3 separate regions of the Gossypium hirsutum genome follow, and all the other regions are linked to region 2. A link is a contact called in public Hi-C data. All regions are on one chromosome and are shown on one strand. Each heading gives the region's core, a stretch centred on a gene start, on an enhancer-like site or on the middle of the called end of the contact. The rest is flanking DNA. Distances are from core to core; before and after follow the strand shown. Region 1 holds the start of LOC107945907 (serine/arginine-rich splicing factor RS31). Region 2 holds the start of LOC107948147 (ribosomal RNA small subunit methyltransferase nep-1). Region 3 holds the start of LOC107945903 (cytochrome P450 78A9).

Region 1 (4,340 bases), core at 524-3,023, 180 kb after region 2:
CGATCTAGGTACAAAAGCAAAGTCCAAATAGTCAAAGTATCGAGCAAAAGAACGAGCCTCGGAAATTAAATAGCACCCTTGTCGCTCGACCGCCCATCACCATGCCGTCTGCATCTCTAGCCATGACTCCCAAGCCTGCGGCTTGCTCATCCACATCCATAGCAGCACCGGCATTTACCATAACTTAGCGCTCCGATGGTGGGTACCATCTTACCTTCCACAATTGCCTAGGTGGAATTGAGTAGGTTGGGCTGATTTCAATTCAGATCAATATGTGTTAGGTAAATTTAGGTTCTAAATTTTATTTTATTTTTTTGTATAATTTCGGGTTTGAATCATTTAATGTTTGATTTAGTTCATGTCATTCAGGTTAGTTGGTCGGGTTATTTTGGCCCAATCATTTCAAGTTGCTTAATTTCGGTTTGGAGCTTGAGTTCGGGTTAATTGTTCAAAATATTATAGATTTTGCTCATTCTGAATTTTGGTTATTTTGACTCGAATCATTTTCAAGTTTGAAGTTTAAGTTGTTTACTTCTTATAATCAAATCAAATTGAATTAATTTAAATTCGGGTTAACCAGATTATATTTTCAAACAAGAGAATTGTACTCAATATTATCATTAAAACATCATGAAATAATACAAAAGCAACATATAAAAGAGAATGATTAATTACTATATTATTTTTCAATAATTTATCAAAATTAATATATTAAATGTCGAATAATAAATAAATAATCTTTTGTTTAGGGTAGTTTGTTAAGCATTTATATGGGCCAAGTAATTTCCTTATGGCCCAATAGGTTCTTTATTTATAGGCCTGAAAACCAGCCTACTTTTTAGGCCTTCCATAGGCCCATTGAAACTTGACCATGGAAACGTCAACCCTAAATTTACCTTTTTTTAGGGCTTGGTTAAAATATGCTTAAAGTCCCTATATTTTCTTACATTTAAAATGTATTCTATCTATTTTAATTATTATAAATCTAATCCTTTAATTTTTGTATTTCAAAATTCCAACAGCAATTGTTAACATCTTAAAATTTCTCTTAAATTTACTAGTGTGATATTTTAAAATAAAAAAGTAAGACATATTGCGATAAAAGTATCGTGGAACCACTATACTAGGAGTTAGATTGCATTTTGCCCCTCTTTACTCAAGAAATGAACAAATTAATCTGTATAGATTGGATCAAAGAGCAAACCGATCTTTTCCATTAAAAATCTCATCCATTTCTTATGTTAAAAATTGGGTTAGCTAACGAAATAACTAAACAGTTATACATAGGTGTCACGTGTACATCATGCTGACGTACATAGAGCAGTTTTTAATACTAAGGGAATGGTATTTTTAATAGAAGGACCCAATTTGGTCATTGAACTAACATACAGGGAATGATTTGTCAATTTTTTTAGTAGTGGGGTAAAATACAATCTGACTCCTATTACGAGAGCATCAATGGTAAATGAGTAGTCAGGGGGTTGGCAGGGCCCGGCCCCCCTAAAATGAAAAAATTTTCATTTAGGCTTTTTAATTTTTTTTAAATTTTAAATTAGTAAAAGTAAAAGTAAAACTACACTTTGGTCTCCCTAAAAATGATAAAAATTTGATTTAATCCTTTAAAAATTAAAAAGATATAGCTATTCAAATGGTGAAATTGCATATTGTAAAAATTAAAATTTAAAAGAAACAATAGATTAGATTCCAAATGTACTTACTTGTAAAACATTTTAACCTTAGGGCATATATGTGTAATTTACACTATTAATTTCCTTTGTCCCTTTCATTACCCACAAATTCCAAACACGCTTTCTCTCTATTTAGGGTTTTCGGTTAGGGCTTAATGACATTTATCGCTTCATCACAAGGTACTCTCCATACCCTTTTTTTCCCCTTCCCGTTATCTTGTCTTGTCTGTTTGGTTCCTGAGAAAACGAAAGAAAACGCAACGGTCTGTTTTTAAAGACAAAACAGTAGTGGTAATTTGATTTCCCCCCCTCCCCCCCTCTTAATTCTTGCTTTAGGTATCTGTTAAAGGATAAAGGTGCGATTCTTTTGGTGAAAAAAACAATGAGGCCTGTGTTTGTGGGGAACTTCGAGTACGAGACTCGGCAATCAGAGCTGGAGCGTTTGTTTTCAAAATACGGGAGGATCGAACGGGTTGATATGAAATCTGGTAATATATATGAAAACAATGAATGTTACCCTGTTTTTGGGATTATGATTTTAATGTTATTAGCTAAATGAATATAATATTGCTTTTATTTTAGATTGTGGGTTAACTGGGTTTAAGCCTTTCTGAATCTAAAATGCTTTCTTTTTTTGGTTTGGTTCATTGTCGCCTTTATATATTTTGTTGATAGTTGGCTGATCATAACACATTTATTACATTGCTTCTTATGTTAACTATGTATATACTTGTACATGTATGCGTGTATATACATAACCGTTCTGTATTATTTGGAAATGATGGAGTTGCTCCAGTGGAGTTTCTCTTATAATGAAACCCGGTGGAGCGATTTGTCGAGTAAGAATCCGGCATATATCCTTACACAAGGATGCGTTATGCACTTACCTTGCTTTGGGATTGAATGTCATGTCAGCATCTAGAGGGGGTCTGTAAATGTGATCACAGCAGGTTTTCAATTTTATTGGAGCAAACCTCCGGTTTAAGTCTTTGTTTTGACGCAGGAACTTATACTAACGGAAAACGAGCTTCTATCGGGGCTCGCCATCTTTCTGCAAAAAAAACTTCTATTGCAATGGAAATATTCATGCCTTCCTGTTCTCCTGCCACTCACACAGATGGCATCATCCTGCATTTTCTTCACTCGATCATGTTACTTCTCACACTTCCTCACTGGCTGGTGGGGGACCTTATCAAATTATCATGCCATGCTCTTCCATTTCTGAACTTCCTGCTGTCTGAATGGCCAACCATGCTTTGCAAATGATGTCTCAGACCTGAATAACTTGGAATTTTAACCTTTAATATGTCACCATCTTGATTTAAGTTCATCATGCAACGCTTCTACATCCTTATGTGCATCAGCCCCTTCCTTCACATGTATGCAGGTTTCGTATATTTTTCTTAGTTCTTGAAGGGATAAAGAAATTCTGTGATTTAGTTAATGTACCACTAATTGTGCAGGTATAGGATGATTATACAACCTGTCACTTTTGCCACTAATTATAAGTTTATGTTGCAGGATTTGCCTTTGTTTATTACGAGGATGAACGTGATGCTGAAGATGCTATTCGTGAACTTGATAATATTCCTTTTGGTTATGACCGACGGCGACTGTCTGTGGAGTGGGCTAAGGTGTGTTATTGTTCTTTCTGCTGTTGCTTGTTTGGAGTTTTAACGGGAATGAAAGCGGTAATTTCTGATTTTTAATATTTGTCAGGGTGAACGTGGTCGACGTGTTGATGGTTCTAGGTCAGTGACAAATCATAGACCCACCAAAACCTTGTTTGTTATCAACTTTGATCCAATCCGTACTAGGGAACGAGATATTCTAAGGCACTTTGAGCCATATGGGAAGGTTCTTCATGTTCGCATTAGGCGAAACTTTGCGTTTGTTCAGTTTGCAACACAAGACGATGCTACCAAAGCTCTCGAGGCTACACAAAGGAGGTAGAAATAATTAAATATACCTTTTCCTTTTTACTCGTCTTTGTGGTCATTGCCATTGCTCCTAAAGTACTACATATGCCTTTACAGCAAGTTACTAGACAGAGTCGTGTCTGTTGAATATGCTTTAAGGGATGATGATGAGAGGGATAACAGATCTGATAGTCCTAAAAGAGGAGGTTACGATAGACGTGGAGATAGTCCATATGGGAGGTCCCGAAGTCCTGTGTACCATAGGCGACAAAGTCCTGATTATGGTAGAGCTCGTAGTCCTGTTTATGAACGCTATAATGGTCCTGTTTATGACAGACGCAAAAGTCCTGATTACGGGAGGCATAGGAGTCCTGAATATGGCAGATACCGCAGGTAATGATTAAGGCCGTTTATTTTTCATTTCTTGTTCTTTTACATAATGTTTTGAAAGATTGTTTTTTTTTTCGTTGAATCTACAGCCGATCACCTGTTCGAAGGTCCCGAACATAGAAGGGCATCAGATTAACGGTGAAAAGTATTTCATAGCTCTATGCTTAGCTTTCTATGTATTTTGGTATGTACTTTAAGAACCTATTGTTCATGTTAATATATGTACTTGGCTTGGATTAAAATGATGCTTTGTCCATTAATTAACAAATCAACTTGTAGTACAATAACATAAACTAAATCCATACAAACACACACCATTAAAATACCAAAAGAAGGAGAAGAT
Region 2 (4,431 bases), core at 310-2,809:
CACTCCATCCTCAGTCAAAGTGCTCATAATCAATAGCACCCCTTCTTCATTTGTAGGCTCACCTCCTTTGACCAATCACAGTCTTCATGGCTTCACCTTTCATCTCCATGACCAATTTCCTGTCTGCCTCAGATATGCCATCCAATGGCTGCAAATCAGTCTTATTGCAAACAATGATCAAGGGTTTGTTCATAAAGAGAGATTTAATGCTGTGAAAAAGAGCTGCTTGCTGGGAAATGCTGTACCCACATGACCCAGATATATCCAAAAAGAACAACACTGCAGCTCGTAGGTGAGCCAATGCTGTAATGCTGCACATCTCAATAATATTTCGATCTTCAAATGGCCTGTCCAAAATTCCAGGTGTATCAATTACTTGATATCTAAGGTACTTGTAATCTGTATGACCCACAAAGAGTGACTTGGTAGTGAAAGCATAAGGTTGGACATCCACATCAGCCCTCGTGATTTTGTTCATAAATGAACTCTTACCAACATTAGGGTACCCACAAATCAACATGGTTCGAGTATTAGGATCAATAGATGGCAACCTTGCCATATGTTGCCTAATCTGCTCAAGGTAGGCTAGACTAGGACCAATCCTCTTTATGACAGTACACATACGACCAAGTGCAGCAACCTTTAGCGACTTGCACCGACATAGCAAGTCACCATACTTTAATAGCTTGACATAATCTTTAGCAATCTTGCTAATGAGATTCCTAGCAGTATTTATCTGGCCAAGAGCAAGCTTGTAGTGATCCTTGTTATAGAGAACATGAAGAAGATCACCATAAAATGGATTGGATATCATCAAGGCAAGGGAACTCATCAATTATTGTCGAAAGCTTCTCATGAAAATTCTGCTGGGTGTATTTAACTTTACGCATATAGAACTGGCGGAGACGGGAAATCGCATACCCTTTGTGGACAACAGTTGGAGTTTGCCGTTGGGTACGTGAGAGAATAATGTCTATGAAGTCCTTCCCATTTGGTACAACAGTGATTTTCTTGAAGTTATTTTGAACCATTTTTACTATTGACCTGCAGCAAAACAAAGACGAGTTAGGTTAAATGAAAAGGACTTTAACAACAATTTGAAATCGTTGCTTAATAGACATCTGATTAAGAGTTAGTTTTCCGCCAATTAAATCAAACACAGATATGTTCATGAGATTATTTTCCTTAGATTCAAGAAAAAAAACCCTAAGCAAATTTAAAAGAAAAGTCACAAACAGATTCAATTTTCTAGAAAAATAATATAAAAGCCCTCAACAAAAACCCACACAGGTTAATAGGTATACAAATAAACTGAGATATGATATTCAATAAAATAAGACAACTTGTAGTAGAGGCTTAGAAATTAACAATAAAATACAGTAATCAGAACTGAAAACAGGAAGAACGCTCACAGGTTTCAGTTTAGTACCTCTTTTTCCTTCAAACCAAACAGAAATGGAGTTCACAAGCTCCTGCTCAGCCAAAGAGAAGAGTAAGAGGGAGGCGCACTAGAGTTTTAGTTTTTATAGCCGACTAAAGCCCGTGAAATGAACGGGAGTATGTTTATATCATATTAAATTTATGGCTTAATGTACACTTTAGTCCCTAATGTGTACCTTTTTTCACTTTGATCCTTAAAGTTTCTTTTTGGCACACTTTAGCGAAAACAATCAATGGCGGTGATAATTTGATTAGGATTTTTAAATAAAAAATTAAGATTGAGTTTTAACTTTTTAAATATAGGAGCTAAATCTCAACTTCTGTATAAAAACAGGGACTAATAAGACATTTAACCAAAATAAAATTTTGAACAAATTAAAACTAAAGTCAGAAACCTTCTAGGGTTCTCTTCTTCTACCTAATTCACTCTTTTTCTCACAGCCGTCGCTTAAACAGAACCCATCGCCGTCCTTGAACGCCTCCCCCGTCCGTCGATCGGTTTACGCCCTCTTCGCCGCCGCCCACTGTAAGTTGTTCGTGACTTCTCTTTTATGATTTTTTCCCATTCTTTTCTGCTTTGTTTTATTTGTTCACACGGCTATTGACGTCTTTCGCGGTGGTGGAAGGCGCCGCCACCGCAAGAAAAAGCGGCCAACACACCGCTACGCACCACTATGTGAACTCTGATCATTATACCCTCTTGAGTTTTTTTTTTTGTTTATTAAATTTAATTGATATAAATTTTGTCTTGTATATGCAAAAGCTTAATTTCCAGTTCAAACTGGAGTTTGAGTATTGGAAAATTAGTATACGATACTCATCAAGCATGGATTGTTTCTCGAGCATAGAGCTTGAACCGAATTTCGAGTAGCTAACTTTGAATAGGAGTTGTGCTATTTGTTTTTTAAATTCAATTGTTGTCCTAATCTAATGTGGCATTGGGTTCTTAAAATAGCAATGAAAGTAATTCCACTAAAAAAGCTTATTATTTTCTTAATCTAATGTAGTGCTATCTTTTACTATGTTGCTTCTTATTTAAAGGATAAAATATTTCAAGCCGATAAAATGGTACGACCGTATGCTATTAAAGGGAAGAAACGGAAGAATAGAGGCGAGAAGTATGATAAAGAAGAACAAGAACATGAAGAACAAGTAGTAGAAGAAGAAGAGAGAGAACCAGCAAAACAAGCTGCTATTGAAAAGCCAACAGAGGAAGTCGAAGGTAAAGAAGAAGAGGAAGGAGGTGAAGCTGGAACAGATGAACTTGAGGGAATCCCAATTGCCCCCTCTGATAAAAAGAATAACAAAAATGGGGTAATTTTTGTTCTTGAGAAGGCTTCATTGGAAGTTGCTAAAGTTGGAAAGGTATATGGAACTTGGACTTCGTAATGTGCTTACTGCTTCTGTTATCGTTTACGAGTATGAGTTTTTGTAGTTTTTAATTGATAATTTTCATTAAAGAAGTTTGGTTTTCAACTGTAATTTATCTTGTTGGTTGTAAATTGTTACAGAGTTTTCAACTCTTGAACTCAGATGATCATGCCAATTTCTTGCGGAAAAATAACAAGAATCCTGCTGATTACAGACCTGACATAACACATCAGGTTATTTTCCTCCTTTTTTGTTATTTATTGCTATCTTTATATTTCTTTTGTTAAAACTATGATGAATTAATTGATACTGCATTCTTGATCCTCTTTTGTTAAAACTATGATGAACTAACTGCTATTTTTGTCATTTCCCTATAGGCTCTACTGTCGATTCTAGATAGTCCAGTCAATAAAGCTGGGAGATTGCAAGCTGTGTATGTTAGAACTGAGAAAGGTGTACTTTTTGAAGTTAAACCTCATGTTAGAATTCCGAGAACATATAAGCGGTTCTCTGGTATTATGTGTAAGTTATCATGGCTGAGATTATGTCTCTTCTGCTGCATTTTGAAACTCTTACTAGTCTGTTTCTTATTGACCTATTTAACAATCATGCAGTGCAACTGCTACAAAAACTAAATATAACTGCCGTCGGCAAGCGTGAAAAGCTTTTACGAGTGATAAAGAATCCCGTAACCAATTACTTTCCTGTCAACTCTCGCAAAATAGGTGGGTTTGACTTTGATTGTTGTTTCTCGTGTTGTCTGTAAAAATCCGTTGTTTCCGGTACTCAAGTTCTTTTTCTTGCACATCAGGTTTCTCATATAGCTCAGACAAATTAGCTAAAATGAGGAAATACGTAGATGCTGTTGGTGATGATGGGAATCTTGTTTTTGTGGTAAGTCTTGTGCGACATAGGATCCTTCTCTCTTTATTTATAATCGCTTCCTTATCCTATCTCTGTGCATTTTTTTCAGGTGGGTGCAATGGCCCATGGGAAAATAGAGGTAGATTATATAGATGATTTTATAGCGAGTAAGTTCCACATTTCTTATCTGTATGCTTGTTAGATTGTTTTGCGAAAATTTCAAGGATATTGATTAGTAACCCTCAAATCCCATAAGAACCATTGAATTGAGCAAGCTAAGGCAATAAGATAGACGAAAGCTAAATTACCAATGCTTACTTATATTGGATATAGATAGAGGTGTATGATTCTCCAAGAATATGCACTTGCTGGAACCATACTTGTAGTTGACGATTATCCAAATCCAAGCTTTATTACAATATCTAAGACTTACATTTTACAAGCATGAAATTTGTTTTTTAGCATGCTTAAGGGGACAAGACCTACAATCATTGTCTTGTATGGTTTTATTTCTTATTGCAGTTTCTGGTTATCCGCTAAGTGCTGCAATGTGCATTGCAAGGATTACTGAAGCTTTGGCAGATAAGTGGAGCATATTGTAACACCCATATAATATGTCTCTCTATGTTGCAATGGCTTCGATTTTGGGATAGATTATCAATGATGAATTACTTTAATTTATAATGTAGTACGTTTATTTTATGTTAAAAAAACGGAATATGCAGTTTTCTTGTTTAGGTAAATCCAAATTCGTTT
Region 3 (4,562 bases), core at 710-3,209, 130 kb after region 2:
ATGCATGCATCTTTTTTACCACGTTAGTGGAAATGATTAAGGCATGGGAACTTTGTATTATAGACTTCCATCACTTGTATTTACAGTACAGCGGTTAAGCAAAGATAAATTTTGTTTATGTCATTCTTCTCCGATACTGCACTGATCATTTCTTTATTGTGATAGGCTTAGGTTAACTTACGCCTAGGGCGAATTTTAACCTTCAAAGCATTTGCCATTTCACAAGATAGTTTTAGAACCTCTGATAAGTCAACGGAATTCTGATCCGACGGTAGCCATTCAAACTCATGCAAAAGGGTCGCCACCCAAAAGCTGACGGTGGTCAACCCCAAGTTCTTTCCGGGGCATGTTCGCCTACCCGACCCGAATGGAGCCAACCTAAGATCCGAACCCAGTACGGAAAACTCCACCTTACCCGTTTTAGCCACGAATCTATCGGGCACAAACACAGTCGGGTCTGCCCACTCTTGTGGGTCCCTTGCTATAGCCCACATGTTCACCATTGCCATGGTCCCTTTTGGCACATGATACCCATCAACGGTTGTATCAGTAATAGCTAAGCGAGCCCATGATAGTAACGGACCAGGTGGATGTAACCTTAGAACCTCCTTGATCACAGCCATTAGATAAATCAAGTTCATCACATCAGACTCATCAACGGCTCTTGATCTACCAACAACCTTATCAAGCTCATCATGAACCCTTGCTTGTACATCAGGGTGAACCACAATCCTAGCCAATATCCACTCAATCAACACTGCCACTGTATCAGTTCCCCTGAATATCATTTCCTACCAAAAAAAAAAGAATAATTATTAGAAGGGACTAAAATTGAAATGATCCCATTAACTTGCACTATTCGATAGCTTACCCACAGAACGGCGATCATGTCGGAATCGGATAATTTATCGGCACCTTGAAGAGACAGCAACACGTCGACCAAGTCACAAGCTTCCTCGTTAGTTCGAGCTCGGTGTTGGGCTATAATTCGACCGACAAAGCCACTAACTTTAGGTACAAGGTTCGAGCATCGAACCCTGATATTTTGAGGATCAAATTGTGCTAACCATGGCAAATGATCAGACCAATTCAATGTCCCCAACAAATCATACCCTTCATCAACCAAACCTCTAAGTTCATCAACTTCATTGTTATCACAATCCAACTTATATTTCCGACCAAATATCGACACCATCATGTTATTCAACGAAGCACGTTTCACCACTTCCCGTACGATGAAGCTTCGTTCATGGCCGTGACGACCGAATAAGTTCACCAGTTCATCAGCAATGAACCGTCTCTGTTCTTCGGAATTCTTTATTTGTTTAGGACAAAACAGGTGAGTAGCCGCAATTCTCCTCAGTGTTCGCCAATAGACACCATAAGGAGCAAACCCAATTGCTCTGTTAAACATCAACCTATAAGCCGATTCTTTCACCGGCCGATCAGCAAACACAGAGCTATTAAGAATCTCTTTAGCCACCTCCGGGTTACACGTAACGATAACACGGGTATCACCGAGGCTAAAAGCCATAAGTCTCTTGGCTTTACATGTTTCGGCTATGGTAGCAATCCGATGATGAGCTAAAGAGCTAGCCATCATGTTCATGCTACCGATTAAAGGCAACCCTCTTGGTCCTGGTATTGGCTTATTAGTGATAGTGATAGCACACTTTTTGAACCTATATTTGCCCCAAGCTGGACCACCAGGGTGAACCCAATACACTACGGTCATAACCAGCCAAGCTAAAGCTATGATCAAAATTGGCCATGCAGTGTTCTGTTGAGAAAAAGCTTTGCATTTAGATGCGAGGGCAAAGAGCCAAACACTCTCTATGTCACTTCCCATGGTGGTGTTGGGTGGCTTAGCTTATAAAAGTACTGCAATTGTTCAAACAAAGTGGAAGAGACTAGAAGAGCACACTGAAAAAGAACTGGGGGTTTTTTATTTTGGGGCGTAAAATGAATGCGTGTGTATGCTATTTATATAGGCGCCGTAGTGACTAGAAAGTAGGGTTAATTATAATATAAGTACCCAACGTATCGGTATTGTAATAATTAGGTCTTTTTCGCCTACATAGCTTTTAGTTTATGAGTTAAATGATAATTTGGATATCATATAAAGTGGTAAAAGTACCATGAAGGCTCTGTAGTAGGATTTAGATTATATTTTATCCTATTTTACTTGAAAAATGAGTAAACTAGTCTATTTATGTTAAATCAAAGAGAAAAAAAATCATTTCTGTTAAAAATTTCATCAATTTTTACTATTAAAAATTGGCGTAGCAAACGGAATAAACAGATGGTTACATGTGGCGTGCCTCGTGTACCTCATTCTAATGTACAGTGACCAATTTTTAACAATAGAAATAGATGAAATTTTTAACAGAGGGATCGGTTCGGTCTTTGATCTAATTACAAGGACTAATTTGAATAGAGGGAGCAAAATGCAATTTGACTTCTAATATGAGTACGTCCATGGTGTTTTTACTTATATAAAGCATATTTTAAACATGTGGTTCAAATGACATATGTGTATATCTACCGTATAAACAATTGAGATTTAATTAAAAAAACAATGCCATATACGTTAAGATGCCTATTTCTTTTTATTTTTATAACATACTAGATCCAAATCGGCCATGTTGTAATCGCACGCATTTATAATTTGACTTACGTATTTAAATATACTTCTTTTCAAAATTGGGTTGGGGTTTAACGCACAAGCTAACGGTTATACAACTTTTGAAAAATCAATCAGAATGTTTAAGTTAAGAGATTAATTTAAATTTTAGGTGATAGTATAAAGATATGTGATGCAATGAAACTTCAAAATATCTATTTAGAAAAATAATTTTACAACTAAGACATGAAAAACTCGAATATAATTAAATTCAAAAAAGATGGATTTGATAATGACCAAATTTTAAATTAAACTGGTGAGGTATGATTGTGGGGGGACACACAATGTAGGTCTAAGTCAGTCCATGAAAGTTGGATTGAACTTCACTCTTTGTTTATGAAAGCTTAATTAAATCTTAATTTCGAGTGTGAACGGACACTATTTTCTAAGCATGATCATGACACACCAATATAATTAGCAAAATTTAGTTAGGGAAGAGCGTATTTCCTCGTACAAATTAATAACAGAAACTATTTTATTATTTAAATAATAATAATTTTTTGAAAAAAGCTTTTTCCTTTCATTTTGGGAGGATGGGTAATTAGGAAATTCTTGAAATAATTATTATTTTGTTTAAAAAACTATAAAGAATGAGACGAGGTGCACGCGTGGACGTATGTTGTCGGGTGGGTAGCACATTTAAAATTTTTATATTAAGAAATAAAAATACATAAATTTCGAAAGTTGAATGAGTAAACAAACCATTAGCTGAATTACACGTATTTTCTATTACATTGCGTGCATCTGTTAGTTAAATGTTTTGAGAGAAGTTGATTTGGATTGTTTTGGGTTAAAAAAGTTTGTCTTTTTTTAATTTTAAAAATTTTAGATTTAACTCTTAATATTATTAAAATTGTTTTGTTCATTACAACATTATTTTTTTAGTTAGATAACTTTCAAGTGAGTATTTTTTATTTTAAAATGTCACGTCAATAAAATTAAAAAAAATAAAATTAATACTGTTAACATTTGAACTTGAATTTTAAAATTTAAAAAAAATTAAATTCTTAAAAGTAAAAATATGGTAATTAAATTCTAATTTTACGAAGAGTCTAGGGACTCATAAATTTTTTTATAAAACATAGATTTGTTGAGAAAATTTTAAATTTTAAATTATTGATTATTTTTTATTATTTGTTGTCAATTGAACACATTGGAAATTTGAATGTTATTGTTATGCGACTAATTTTGAATTTAAAATTAATTTCTCAAGGAAACGTGGGTTACTAGTGGATTGGATTATGTTGGGTCAAACTGGATCTAGTCTCTACTCTCTATATCTACTTGTCATTGTTTATATCTATATGAGAAAATAGTTTATTTTTGTGAGTTGATTTCTCGGGTTTTAGTTAGAGAGCTAAATCATTATTTTCCAACTGATCTAATTATTACAACTACTCAAGTAGTAACCTCAAATTACGATATAAATCACTCTCTACTATGTTTCCCCCAAAATCATAATGACCACTTGTTTTACTCACAAAAATTAGTGCTCTTTCTCACGTGTTTTTTTAACTAACAAGTCGAAAATATGTAAGAATTTTGAGCTTGCTAAGTTACATATCAATTACAATCAAATTCCCACCAAAGTACCCTTTCAGACTGTTATGATATTATCCTCAATAAAGGCTAAAATAAATGTTGAGATCTTTAAGATATTCTTCAGTTAGTCCAATCCAATCTCTATAAAATAGAGAGTACAATTTGCTTGATATGGTTGAAGTCCGATCCTTTGTGATTTGTTTTTACATTAGATCAACATCAAAGTTGAGCCACAAACACTTCCAGAACACACAAGTCGAGAGTCCAAATAAATTTAGCTCAAAGAATCAAAAGATTGTCAACCGCAAATATCGCAAGTTATGATTTTCAGATCAAT

What was found. Hi-C and Micro-C count contacts between places; a contact is called where the count stands out from the background.
Region 1: a Hi-C map of leaf shows a contact between it and region 2, with 4 times the contacts expected there. The contact joins the promoter of LOC107945907 here to the promoter of LOC107948147 in region 2. A contact is called at or near these places in 13 of 34 Hi-C or Micro-C datasets (callus, hypocotyl, leaf and 1 more).
Region 3: a contact with region 2 is called in a Hi-C map of leaf, with 2.0 times the contacts expected there. The contact joins the promoter of LOC107945903 here to the promoter of LOC107948147 in region 2. A contact is called at or near these places in 8 of 34 Hi-C or Micro-C datasets (callus, hypocotyl and leaf).

The regions. Positions count from the first base shown.
Region 1 is chrD12:41,423,491-41,427,830 of Gossypium_hirsutum_v2.1, reverse strand. LOC107945907 (serine/arginine-rich splicing factor RS31) reads left to right here and starts at 1,773. Exons shown (of 6, transcript XM_016880057.2): 1 at 1,773-1,868; 2 at 2,025-2,176; 3 at 3,210-3,322; 4 at 3,408-3,637; 5 at 3,725-4,000; 6 at 4,087-4,239. The coding sequence starts at 2,071. The coding sequence ends at 4,117. LOC107945908 (calcium-binding protein KIC) reads right to left here. Exons shown (of 1, transcript XM_016880060.2): 1 at 4,229-4,340. The coding sequence ends at 4,340.
Region 2 is chrD12:41,599,223-41,603,653 of Gossypium_hirsutum_v2.1, reverse strand. LOC107948147 (ribosomal RNA small subunit methyltransferase nep-1) reads left to right here and starts at 1,559. Exons shown (of 8, transcript XM_016882616.2): 1 at 1,559-1,966; 2 at 2,482-2,805; 3 at 2,952-3,044; 4 at 3,189-3,333; 5 at 3,426-3,536; 6 at 3,623-3,705; 7 at 3,785-3,842; 8 at 4,198-4,431. The coding sequence starts at 2,506. The coding sequence ends at 4,277. It also overlaps the pseudogene LOC107942876.
Region 3 is chrD12:41,470,931-41,475,492 of Gossypium_hirsutum_v2.1, reverse strand. LOC107945903 (cytochrome P450 78A9) reads right to left here and starts at 1,959. Exons shown (of 2, transcript XM_016880053.2): 1 at 872-1,959; 2 at 1-791. The coding sequence starts at 1,849. The coding sequence ends at 168.